Regions from separate parts of the Mus musculus genome. Here region 2 is linked to region 1. Evidence: chromatin contacts called from public promoter capture Hi-C data. All regions are on one chromosome and are shown on one strand. Each heading gives the region's core, a stretch centred on a gene start, on an enhancer-like site or on the middle of the called end of the contact. The rest is flanking DNA. Distances are from core to core; before and after follow the strand shown.

Region 1 (3,016 bases), core at 21-2,520:
TCCAGCAAAGCCACACCCACCCCTACAAGGCCACACCTCCTAATACTGCCCCTCTCTATGGATCACACATTCATACCCAGGAATCTATGAGGGCCATTCCTATTCAAACCACATGACCATCTACTCTGGGCTTGCTACTAGCAGGGAGAGGAGTCATCAATTGCATTTGGAAGATTCTGCGGCAGGAAGAGACTAGGAAAGAGACTAGGGAAGCTTCATAGTTTGTGGGAGTGTTTCTGCGCTCTCTGTCAGGGACTAAATGTTTGTCCATCTCCCCCAACCCAGCTGTCCTCAACTTTGTATGTTAAAACCTTAATCTTACAGTGTTTGAAAGTTGAGCCTATAGGAAGCAATCAGACCCTGGTGATAGAGCCATCATAAATGGAGCTAGTACCTTTCTTAGAAGCTGGGGGGTTGCAGGGGAGAGGGCCGTTGGGGGTGGGGGACTCTTCCACTGTCCTCATTGGAACACAGCGGTGCCACACTCGGCCCCCAGGCTTCCCCTCTATGGAACGTTGAGAAATAAATGGATATCACGTATAAATCACATAGAGCAGCCCTTGGTCAGAGCAACAAGAACTAAGACTGATAAAATTGCTGGTCTGGGAAGCTGGAGGCAGGCTAACCGGAAGTACCTAGGGGACTGTCTCCAGGAACATATTTCACTTTCCCTGGTCGGTCCTGTCTTAGAAACCGAGGCCAAACCTTGGAGAAATGCTATTTTTAGCTGAGTCCTGGCTTTCTTGTGCCCATTAATGCAGCAAAGCTGGTTTGACTCTTCCGTTGCTTGCTGCAAAGGCTGTAGGTCGACTATCTGTGGCCATATATGAACCAGCCACGGCCTGTTTTATACCCTGTTCCTTAACAACAACCAGAAAATAAAGCATACAGTTACAACCTAGAATTTCGCCTTTGAGCTACTCAGCCTTCTGGTTTGTTTTCTTGGTTGTTTTTATTATTTTTTGTTGTTGTTTTTAGGTTGGGGAGGGGTTGTTTGTTTTCTTAGCTTTTTTGCGACAGGATGTCACTATATAGCTCAGGCTAGCTTTGAACTCCCAACTATCCTGCCTCAGCCTCCTGACTGCGAGGGTATAGCACCCCCACACACACACACCCCCAAGCTCCACTCCCACCCCCCACTATCTTCAATGCCTAGCTCTGTCAGTCATCCTTCTTTGATTATTGTTCTCTATAACTCAGAACGCCTACCCAATCCCCACCCCAACCGGAGTAGCACACTCAGGGTCCTCCTCACTGAGTCTTTTTCTCTGGGGACTTTTATATTTCCTCTGCTTATTTTTAGCTATGACTTCTGTCGCTGAATTCTCAGTCTTTATGCTTCAATGGCTTCTCATAACAATTTTATTCTTTCTCTGAGGTGAGGGGATGCTGGACCTGTAACTTCACTCACCAAAGCAGCAATTTCCCAGAGGGCTTTGCTCTTCTACCCATGGGCTGTGTTCTAAAACTGCCCCCGCCCCCAGGAGATAGAAGTCCGAGGCCAGAGATCATACTGTACATACCTGTGATTACATTTAATTTCTAAATTAGGCCCAGTAAGAGGTTAGCAGTTAATAATGAAATATAACGATTAATATATTATCACATAGATTCTGTGAATGTGGCCCCTCGAAAATACCTCGTTGTATCCTCACCCTCTCTCATAAAGGATGCCCTGTGATGCTGCACTTTGTGGTGTCCGAATTGCCAGCATCACTGCTCATGTGCTTCAGGACCACTGCTCAGTAAGACGAAGTTAAACACAAGCACTGTGAGACCTTCAGTTGACCTTATAAACAAGATGGCTAAGTGGCCAATGGGAAGGTAGTGCATACTGCATGGATACCCCGGACAACGAGGGAAGTCTACCTGGGAAGGATGAAGCAAGGCGGCATGAGATTTCATCACGATTCCCAAAGCAGCATGCAATTCAAAGCCTGAGAGCTATTTATTTCAACGGAATTTTCCATTGGACATTTGACCTTAGATAACTTAAATCATCACGGGGGTGGGGGTGGCGAGAGGGGGAACCACTGATAAGGGAGGCCTGCTGTACAGAGCAGACTAGACTAGTCCCCAGAACGACTGGGAAAATAAAGAAATACACTTATCTCAGACGTAGGCAGCAATACCCAGTCGGAAGCCCCCGGTCATAAATGTAGCTTCCATTTCTCAGCACAGGGACTTTCTCGCTCCCCACAGCTCTTCTTAAATGTCAGCGCACCATGCATGGCAGCCTCTCCCTTTGTCCTTCTATACCTACGCTTGACACTCCTCTCTTTAAACAAAGTTGCACTGCATTTATTTATTTATCTGTTTATTTGGATGCACACACCACAGCACACATGTGGAAGCTAGAAGACAATTCATAGGGTTCTCTCCTCCTACCATGTAGGTCCTGAAAATCAAGTTCGGCTCCTCAGGCTTGGCCGCAAATGTGCTTACCCCCTGATCCCTCTCACTGGCCTCTTCCCATTCCTCCCACATGCCCGTTCTCTATCCCTCACTCCACTTGCAAACACTTAAAATACAACAGTCATCCAGCCCTCATCAGGTCCTGTCAGACCATACAAGGCTACACCATTCTTGAACAAAAAGCTCCATCCATACATTTGATTAATGAATTGGAATAGAAAGAGAGAAAGGAAGGAAGGAAGGAAGGACAGAAGGAAGGACATGACTGCTCCTAGGTACGATGAAGTAGGAGAAAGTTTATTGTGCATAAGAGTGAGAGAATAGGCAGAGTCAGAAACATCTGGGAGAGTCCAGAATAAACATGACTCTGGCTGGGCTATGTGAGGATAAGGGGGTGGAGCTAGGAGACTAGGAGACCAAAAGGCCAGGAGGGCACACAAAGAACCCGCAAAGCCAAAGTGGTTGGATTACATAGGGAATGGCAGCCCAGCCCCTAGGCTGGAGAAGTTTAGGGTAGGGTGGGTTACACCAGCCATAACCTATAATAGGTAGGGACTGAGGGATTCTGGGAGAACCTGGCAGCTAGAGACACTTTGATATA
Region 2 (3,147 bases), core at 644-3,143, 87 kb before region 1:
CCCTCTGGTCCCTGCATTTTGGGTGGTTCACCACTGCCCTCTGGTCCCTGCATTTTGGGTGAGTGTAACTATCATGTTTCTTATATTGAATAGTTTTCTGCAATGATAGGTAACTATTTTATGACCAAGAAACACAGTATTTATATACATAACTATTTCTAGTTGAGAACAAAGTATCTGTATATGACAGGATCTAGGGGATTTGGCTTAAACTCAAGCAAGACAAGGCAAGCCGGGACTGGAATAGGTCGGTGTGGAGTTTCCCTGACGTAAGTACACCACCACCTGTCAAGGGAACAAAGACAAAGGCTGCTCATTCTTAGACGTTCCTTCCCACTCAGATCCAGTTCCTCTTTCGCACACAGAGTCAACACAGGCTGACAAAGTCCGGCTTCAGATTCTTGGCCTGGGAGTACTTCCCACTCCACAGACTTGGCTATGGGAAAGGAGGGATTCCCTCACATCAGGTCTCTTGCCTCTCGCTATGAGTGATCCACCTGGTTGTCCTCTTTCTTTAAATGGACCAGGCTGCCCACCTGTGACATATCCCGGTAACTTGACACCAGGGTTGAAGATGAGCCTCCAGCCTCTCCCTCCATAGGATCTATTGATCCTTTTCTTTGGGGGAGTTCTGGAAGCTTGTCTATGAGCCTCCCTGCTGCCACCACCTCTCATCCCTCCATGCTCTCAAACAAAAAGCTGTGATTAGCACTATACACACACTCCTGGCTTGCTGGTGATTACTCAAACCCACTGCCCCCTGACATGTCTGTATGCCCATTCCTATCCAAAGGAAAATTCCAGTAAGTTAGGGTCAGTAAGTTTGGCAAACTCTTGTCCTGAGTGGTCTCTGGGTGGGAATCTCTGGGCTTGGGAGAGATTAGCATTCCCTTGAATGCTAGGGAAAAAGGCACCTTTAACACAGGACAGAAGAACTTACCTCTAACACTTGTCCTTTGGTACCAGGCATAGTGTCAGGTCATATCTCTCTCTCTCTCTCTCTCTCTCACACACACACACACACACACACACACACACACACACACACTGCTGTGCTGAGGGAAGACAGTTAAGTAAAATGTACAGCCAAAAGGGACCCCCATCCCTGCACGCCAGGGAGTCCTCAGAAGTTCGGAACCCAGCTTCTTCTGAAACCCACTAAATCCCGTAAGAGCAAGACAGACACTGAGACTAAAGGAGGCCTACCAAGACAACCCAGATATCCACCTCAGCCACCCAAGTGGCCAGCCATTTCAAGTAAGTTCCAGTAACCACACGCCCCGACACCTGTCCGCAGACTCCCCTAACACTTCAGAGCCAACACAGGCTCCTGCGAGGCCCTGCTGGTCTTCACAGTCTATGACCATGACCATCCGCCGCCATCCAAAGAATATCAGGACTGGCAGACTTATCCCAATCATTCCCCCAGGAATTCCCTGCCTCATTCATTCATTCATTCATTCATTCATTCATTCATTCATTCATTCACTAATGCTTATGATGTGCCCAAATCATTCCCACGCAGTGAGAACAGAGGCTCTTCTGAAACATTAGGTGCCTTTCCCATGATCACCCTGCTGGTTATGGTCTTCTAACGGGTGCTCTTCTCAACATCTCACGTCACAGCCCAAGAGGACTCAGCTCAAGAGGATGGGGGAGAAGGTGCAGCACATCCCCCATTCAACCCTACCAGTCTTTTGAGACTTCCTTTCCAGCCGTCGTCCCGTCCTCACTCCCAGAACTTCCTGTCTTCCCCAGACTCTTAGAGAAAGCTCCACCTTTCCCTCTCAGAGCCCCAAACCACTTCAGGACTCAAGAACTACAGCTACCCAGACCCTCACCATCGTTGCGGCCGCTTCAGCTGCAGGCACCTCCACCGGCTCCGCCGGAGCTGACGCGTTACCATAGCAACCCAAGAACTAGCACTCAGCGATTTAGACCCGCCCTCGCCCCGCCCAATTCCTGGAGCAGTCACGAGGTAGTTTAGAAGCAGGAACCCCTCCCTCAACCTTTTCCCGCCCTAGAGTAGCTGGAACCAGGCTCTTGAAGGTTGCGCCCTTTGGATACGCCCATCATGTCCACTTTGGCTTTTAACCCAGTTCAAGCCAGGTTCAGACTTTAAAGGGTCTACTTTCCATGGGTCCCGGAGGGCTCAACTATCAAGACCCCAAGAGCTAAGCCGAGGATCCTGGTTTTACCCTCACAGACCCTTCCACCCTAGGTTACCATGGTTACCGCTACCGGGTTCCGGGAGGATTCAAACCAAACCTGATGAGAGTTCAGGCTGCTGAGAGGCAAGCAGCATTAAACCAAACACATTCCACAGTAGGAAGGAGTCTGACTAGACCAAAGAACACTTCTAGCCCTGAAGATGCGTATGCGGTCTCACAAGCTTAGATCTGAGGGACTTAACTGAAAATACAAGGAGTCTAAGACAGGAAGTTCAAAACCAACCTGGGCAGCTTAGCAATGTATTTCACTAAATAAATAAACAAACTCAAAATGTAAGTCCTACCCTAAACAAAGTCAAAATCCATGGCAGGAAGTTAGGGGAACCTGGCTTTTAACACGTCTCCTGGGAATAATTTCAGGATTTAAGATTTTTCACAGTTTCACCTTGGTCCCTTGTACCTTAGTAAGATCTACAGGACAGGGCTGAGCAGTCCTTGAATCCTGCACATCCCACACCCCACAAAACCTCCTACCAACCAGGGATTGCTTTTCTTTCTCAGATGTTTATTTTCTGAGCTCTTGGTCTCTCCAGACCCCCAAGTCTCCCTCCAAACTTGTCTTAGAGAACCTTACTCCAACCTAAGTGTGGAAAACTGTTGACAAACCCTAGTAGTAGGTAGTAGAGGAAGGGAGACAATCTTCTGCCACCACCGCCACCACCGCCACCACCACCGATTATTCTGCTGCCATCGCTGCTGCTTAATCCAAAAAGCTGTGCAGCTCATTTCCAGGATTCCTCAACTCTTATCTCCTTGGGAATCCAATTACTAGCCACACCTCTCTTAGGCAGTTATTAGCCCCCACACCAAACAGCAAAGTAAGGCCAAAAAGAGGGCACTGCAAAACAAAGGATGTGTTCTTCCTGCCACACCGCAGGAACAGTTAAAGGCAGGGAGAGGAGGGTGACAAGTGAGC

Evidence for each region. Promoter capture Hi-C pulls out the DNA fragments that hold promoters and counts their contacts.
Region 2: a contact with region 1 is called in a promoter capture Hi-C map of pre-B cells. The contact joins the promoter of Cfap45 here to the enhancer-like site in region 1. A contact is called at or near these places in 5 of 39 promoter capture datasets (the C10 cell line, the HPC-7 cell line, cranial neural crest and 2 more), 1 of 15 datasets of contacts at CTCF or cohesin (CD8 T cells), 1 of 484 Hi-C or Micro-C datasets (nephron progenitors), 6 of 115 datasets of contacts at active chromatin or transcription factors (the HPC-7 cell line, bone marrow-derived macrophages, embryonic stem cells and 2 more) and 3 of 9 other capture datasets (adipose tissue, liver and pancreatic islet).

What each region holds. Positions count from the first base shown.
Region 1 is chr1:172,432,220-172,435,235 of GRCm38.p6, reverse strand. No RefSeq gene overlaps it. Among named protein-coding and RNA genes, the nearest start is that of Slamf9, 42 kb to the left of the region's middle. Within about 2 kb of position 1,270, at least 55 of the 459 cell types and tissues checked have an H3K27ac peak or open chromatin away from gene starts, as enhancers often do. A contact at or near this core is called in adipose tissue, heart atrium, intestinal villus epithelium and 2 more, where this site is marked.
Region 2 is chr1:172,519,876-172,523,022 of GRCm38.p6, reverse strand. Cfap45 (cilia and flagella associated protein 45) reads right to left here and starts at 1,893. Exons shown (of 12, transcript NM_027972.1): 1 at 1,842-1,893. The coding sequence starts at 1,844.